Linked DNA regions of Macaca mulatta: region 1 is linked to region 2. The links are chromatin contacts, called in public Hi-C maps. All regions are on one chromosome and are shown on one strand. Each heading gives the region's core, a stretch centred on a gene start, on an enhancer-like site or on the middle of the called end of the contact. The rest is flanking DNA. Distances are from core to core; before and after follow the strand shown.

Region 1 (2,784 bases), core at 70-2,569, 41 kb before region 2:
ATAAGCTACCATGTTGCCATCAAACACAATGACAAGGGCTTTCATTTTAGCTGCTGGGGGTAAGGTTTACTTTTTTTTTTTTTTTTTTTTTTTGAGACAGAGTCTCGCTGTGTTGCCCAGGCTGGAGTGCAATGGCATGATCTCTCCTCACTGCAAACTCCACCTCCCGGGTTCAAGCGATTCTCTTGCCTCAGCCTCCTGAGTAGCTGGGATTACAGGCGTCCACCACTGTGCCCGGCTAATTTTTGTATTTTTAGTAGAGACGGGGTTTCACCATGTTGGCCAGGATGGTCTCGATCTCCTGACCTTGTGATCCGCCTGCCTCGGCCTCCCAAAGTTCTGGGATTACAGGCGTGAGGCCCCATGCCAGGACAATGTTTACTTTTTAAATGGGAGAAATCAGTATGTAAAGTAGGAGCTGAATTGTTTTAATAAATGGAAACAAAAAAAAAACTTGAAAAAGGATGAGAAAGACAGACGGAAGACATACTGAGTAATGAGAAAAGTCACAAGATTTTGGATTTGCTATCACCGATATACCGTCCTTGAATAAAAAGGAAACCCTGTTTAACCTCTGGTGGGTCCAGAGACGCTGCTGCTCTCCTCTCCTCCTGGGCCCAGACAGCACTGACAAGTCCCCGCTGTCGGCTTCCCCGCCCGATTGTCTACTTCCCTTGTGCAGCCTGGTCACCAGGCCATGAGAACCCTAAGGGCAGGAGCCCTCTGCCATCCTCCTCCTCCCCACACCGCACCATGTCCGTAATGAAGGGACTGAAAGGGTCTTTTCCCACTGACTGACCGTTACTCCTGTCTCTACTAAACCCCCTCTCTACTAAAAATACAAAAATTAGCTGGGCGTGGTGACGCGCGCCTGTAATCCCGGCTACTCTGGAGGCTGAGACAGGAGAATCTCTTGAATCCGGGAGGCGGAGCTTGCAGTGAGGCGAGATCTCATCACTGCACTCCAGCCTGGGGGACAGAGCGAGACTCTGTCTCCAAAAAAAAAAAAAAAAAGCAAGGGAAACGGCGGTAATTTCACAAGTCACTTAGATTTTTTTTTCCAGTACTTTACGGACTCGTCTACACCGGCTCCGGCCGCCTCCCCGTTTCGCAGGCCCCTCAGTCCCAGCCCGGCCATGTGCGTTACCCCGCGTGCGCGCCTGCTGCTCCGGGCCCGAATGGGAGCAGATCTTCTTGGCCAGGCTCTGCAGGTAGGCGTCCTTGGCAAGTAGAGAGGCCATGGCGGAGACCCGAGCCGTTCACAACTCACACCTTCCCGGCTGCGCGTGCGACTCTCACCACGTCCGCCGGAAACCACCACACGGGCAGGCGCCGCCAGACGAGCGCCGAGCCGCCAGCCCGAGCGCTCGATTAGTCAGGCCTGACTCCGCCGGAAGCGGCGCGCGGGGCGGAGAGCACAGTATTGTGGGCCGAGGGCAGCCAATCTCCGCCGGGAGTGGGTGCAGCCGGGGACCCCGAGGCCGGGCCTCAGCGCCTCCATCACCCGGGTCCCGCACGTGTCCCTGCGCTCCCCTCACCCCTACACCCGGCGCAGCAGGCCCTCCTGAGTAGGGGCGAAATGAGTGAATGACCAGCAGTACATTCATTCAGTCCTTTGGAGTGGGGGGCCTCCGGTCTCAGGCGGACGCAGACTGAGCGCCTGGCACGTGGCAGGCCCTAGGTTCAGTCCTAGGGGACACAAGCAGTGTGTCACACACACAGATGTGCTCTTGGCTAGTGTCTGCCGTAGAGGTGGCTGATAAACCTGGCAAGCGTGTGACTGTCAGGTGAGGGCAGCGCCAAAGAAAGCCCCAGGGGAAAAGGGAGAAGTGTTGGGCGGGAGGGAGCCGGCGTGTTCAAGGAAGAGCCCCTGCGCAGTGACTTTTGCTCTGAAAAATAGACTTACACACTACGATCTTCCCTCCGCCCCGGGAAAGGAGTCTCGCTCTATTGCCCAGGCTGGAGTGAAGTGGCGAGATCTAGGCTCACTGCAACCTCCGCCTCCCGGGTTCACGCCATTCTCCTGCCTCCGCCTCCCGAGTAGCAGGCGCCCGCCACCACGCCCGGGTAATTTTTTGTATTTTTTAGTAGAGACGGAGTTTTACCGTGTTAGTCAGGATGGTCTCGATCTCCTGACCTCGTGATCCGCCCGCCTCGGCATCCCAAAGTGCTGGGATTACAGGCGTGAGCCACCGCGCCCGGCCTAATTTTTGTATTTTTAGTAGAGACGGGGTTTCACCATATTGGCCAGGCTGGTCTGGAACTCCTGACCTCAGGTGATCCACCCACCTCTGCCTCCCATAGTGCTGGGATTGCAGGCATGAGCCACTGTGCCCGGCCCACACTACGATATTTAACACAAGATGTGGCCTTTATAATAACTCACTAGGGGCAGGAGAAAGGAGAGGTCATGGTCTGAGGCTTGGGACCACCACACCCCAGTTCCTGCACTGGAAAATTACAGGCTCGTTAAGGACCCAGAGCCCCTTCCAGGGCCACCCTGTTGGTCGAGAAGGGAGAACTTGAGTCTTAAATTACAATTTGAAAACGTGGCTGCTAATATATATATATTAGAAACAGTAAGAACTGTTGTATTTGAAACAGAACTAAACTTTCTTCCCCTAACTTCTGCCATGAGGTGATTTAAAAAAATTTTTTTGGCCGGGCACAGTGGCTCACGCCTGTAATCCCAGCACTTTGGGAGGCCAAGGTGGGAGGATCACTTGAGCCCTAGAGTTGGAAACCAGCCTGGGCAACATAGTGAAACCCTGCCTCCACACACAC
Region 2 (2,700 bases), core at 128-2,627:
TTTAACCATCACTACTTAAAACTCTAGCAAAGCCACACAAACACATTAAGTAAACCGAGGAAAGAACGGCAAGTGTGCCACAGAAGGCTCTCCCTGCGGGGATAACGCTGTTAATCTGTCGACATAACGGGATTCTTTTAGAAGTAAAAGGCATAAATCTGTGTAACCAGCACCACCTTTTTTTTTTTTTTTTTTTTTTTTGCCAAGCTTAATCAAGAAAGACGGAAGGGAGTTGCGTGTCCCTTCACTTTGTAGGATCGGATCCTGTCCACCCTGTTTCCGAATGCTCTCAACAGTTACCCAACCGCCTGTTTCAAGGGCTTCCCTGTTGCTCAGAATGCCACCTGGACACTGCTGGAAGGAAACTATCAGGGAGATAAGCTTCCCCTCCTCCCGGGCTGTGTACAGGTCCCCACTCAATCCAGCCCAGGGCAGAGTCCAAACGGCGAGGGAGAGATGCAGACAGGGTCAAAGGGACCCCAAGAGTCCAGCACATCTGGGAAAGAGAAAAAGTGCTGTGGCATCCTGCAGCTGGGGCGCACGCCAGCGCGCCCCCTTTCCTCTGGGAGGACCCCCGGCCCCCGTTCGTCCCCAAGCTCCCAGCCCGCCTCCGGGAGACCCACTGAGAGAAAAAACGTGTGGGGAACCCCCAGCAGCTCCAAACGCCGAGGCGCTCCCCGCGAGCCTCAGACCCGACCCAACCCTAGGACTCGCGCCACCGGCCCGCGAGGAAACCCCCACAGCCCGCGCCCCGGGCAGGCTGGAGGGTGGGGGCGGCTGGCCAGGCAGGGCGCCCAGGCCCGGGCTCCGGGAGCAGCCCGGCGGGCAGGGGAGACCGGGCCCGCAGGCCGGGTTTGGGGGTGTCCAGGCCGGGGCGGAGGGCCCGGGCGGTGAGCCCCTCTGTGGGAACAAGGAGTCGGGGGGCGGCCCGGGCCTGGCGCCCTTCGCGGGGAGGCCGACTCCGGAGCGGCCCGGGCGGCCTGGGTCGGGACCGGGGGAGGGGCCCGCAGGCCGCACCTGGTCGGCGAAGTCCTCAGCCGTGCCCATCAGGTCGTTCTGGCCCATGGCGACGGCGGGAGGCTCGGCTCGGCTCGGCTCGCTCGCTCGCTGGCCCTCGCCCGTCGGCGCCCGCGCCCGCTGCGGCCTCCACAGGAAGTGCCCGGCGGCCGGCCTCGCTCCGCGTCGGCTGCGGCTCCAGCGGCTGCCACGTAGGCCAAGCCTTAAAGGGGCCGCGCACCGCCCGGGTCCGCCCCGGCGCGTCTTAAAGGGGCCATGCACCGTCCCCAGCCTCCCGACCGGTCCGCTCGAAGCCACCCCCGCCGCGCTCGACGCCACGCCTCTCACGCTGGAGACCCCTCCCACCGCGCGCAGGCCCTGCGGCACCTCCCGGCCTGGCGGAACGCCTCCCCTTTAAGGGGGCAGGCCTGGGGGGGTCTGGGGCCAGCTCGCAGGAGGGACGCTTGGATGCCTCGAGGACGCCGTTCGGGCGGGGAGGGTCCCGCGGGTCCCACTGACCCACACGGGGTGGGGTCAGGGGTGGACGCTCGCCCGTACGCGGTAGCTACTGAACATGCTTGGGCCAGAGTCCGATGGCAGGCGCCCCACGCAGGGGGAGCGAGGCCCAGGGTACCCCGGAGAGCCCATGGACAAGTACCAGGTGCCGAGTGTTCCCTGCGGGGAGGCGGGGGCTCCGTGGGGTAACGGTCGCCAACCCTGGAGCTGCGGCCGGCGGTTCCGACCAAGGGCGGCGAGGGACCCGCGCCCTAGCTAGTGTTGGCCTCCAGCTCCTAGGTTGAACCCGGGGGGCCTCCAACGGTGACCTCCTGGGTGCCCTTTGCCACTCAGTTTTCCCCTTTGTGAATTGACTAAGGATTTTCCAGCCCTGGCTGAGTATTTGAGGGCGTGGGGCAGCTCCTCTATCCTTTGTGCCCGGGGTTTGGGCGCTTGGGTCCACCGAGGCAGGCCCCCCGGGAACATCCCGAATACGTAATTGGGAGCCCCCAGTCCCCTAAAAACACCCCTGCAATGTGGGTCTTTGAAAATATTTGAGACCTATAAAATTTACAAAACACAAAAGGAAAGCTGCAAAATAAAAGTGAATGTTTAATTAAATGCTTCTATACATGATATGTAAACTTTATTAAATGTTAGATTCAGCATTTGTGAAAACCGCATTCGCTTGGAAACAGTTTGCGGATTAGATTTTTGTCACTTGGGAAGAATTGTCTGTGTGTGAGAGGACTATAGGGCGTTGCCAGCAGTGACGCAGATGAGCTTCTGGTGGCCAGATAATTTTTTAAATAAAGTTACTTTTCAGGGAAAAAAAAAAATAGACCTTTCAGGAATATACCTGCTTTTGGAAAAAAAATAGACTTGTTCTAAGATATGGGTCCATTTTACTGTTTAACTTGCTGCCTAAGCCTGCACGCTCTCACACCAGCTCTGCCCTCAGCCCCCTGTGGCTTAGAACAGCAGTCCCCGGCCAGGCTCGGTGGCTCACGCCTGTAATCCCAGCACTTTGGGAGGCCATGGCGGGCGGATCACCTGAGGTTGGGAGTTCGAGACCAGCCTGACCAACGTGGAGAAACCCTGTCTCTACTGAAAATACAAAATTAGCCGGGCGTAGTGGCGCATGTCTGTAATCCCAGCTACTCGGGTGGCTGAGGCAGGAGAATTGCTTGAACCCAGGAGGCAGAGGTT

Evidence for each region. A called contact is a pair of places that touch in the nucleus more often than the background predicts.
Region 1: a Hi-C map of liver shows a contact between it and region 2, with 1.8 times the contacts expected there. The contact joins the promoter of SURF6 here to the promoter of STKLD1 in region 2. A contact is called at or near these places in 2 of 14 Hi-C or Micro-C datasets (fetal cortex germinal zone and liver).

Annotation. Positions count from the first base shown.
Region 1 is chr15:9,189,435-9,192,218 of T2T-MMU8v2.0, reverse strand. SURF6 (surfeit 6) reads right to left here and starts at 1,319. Exons shown (of 5, transcript NM_001194177.2): 1 at 1,148-1,319. The coding sequence starts at 1,241. It overlaps LOC144334990 (a long non-coding RNA gene), which reads right to left. Exons shown (of 3, transcript XR_013405335.1): 2 at 2,768-2,784; 3 at 2,152-2,291.
Region 2 is chr15:9,148,380-9,151,079 of T2T-MMU8v2.0, reverse strand. It overlaps STKLD1 (serine/threonine kinase like domain containing 1), which reads left to right and starts at 1,377. Exons shown (of 17, transcript XM_077967235.1): 1 at 1,377-1,657. The coding sequence starts at 1,571. It overlaps SURF4 (surfeit 4), which reads right to left and starts at 1,200. Exons shown (of 6, transcript NM_001377196.1): 1 at 1,018-1,200. The coding sequence starts at 1,065.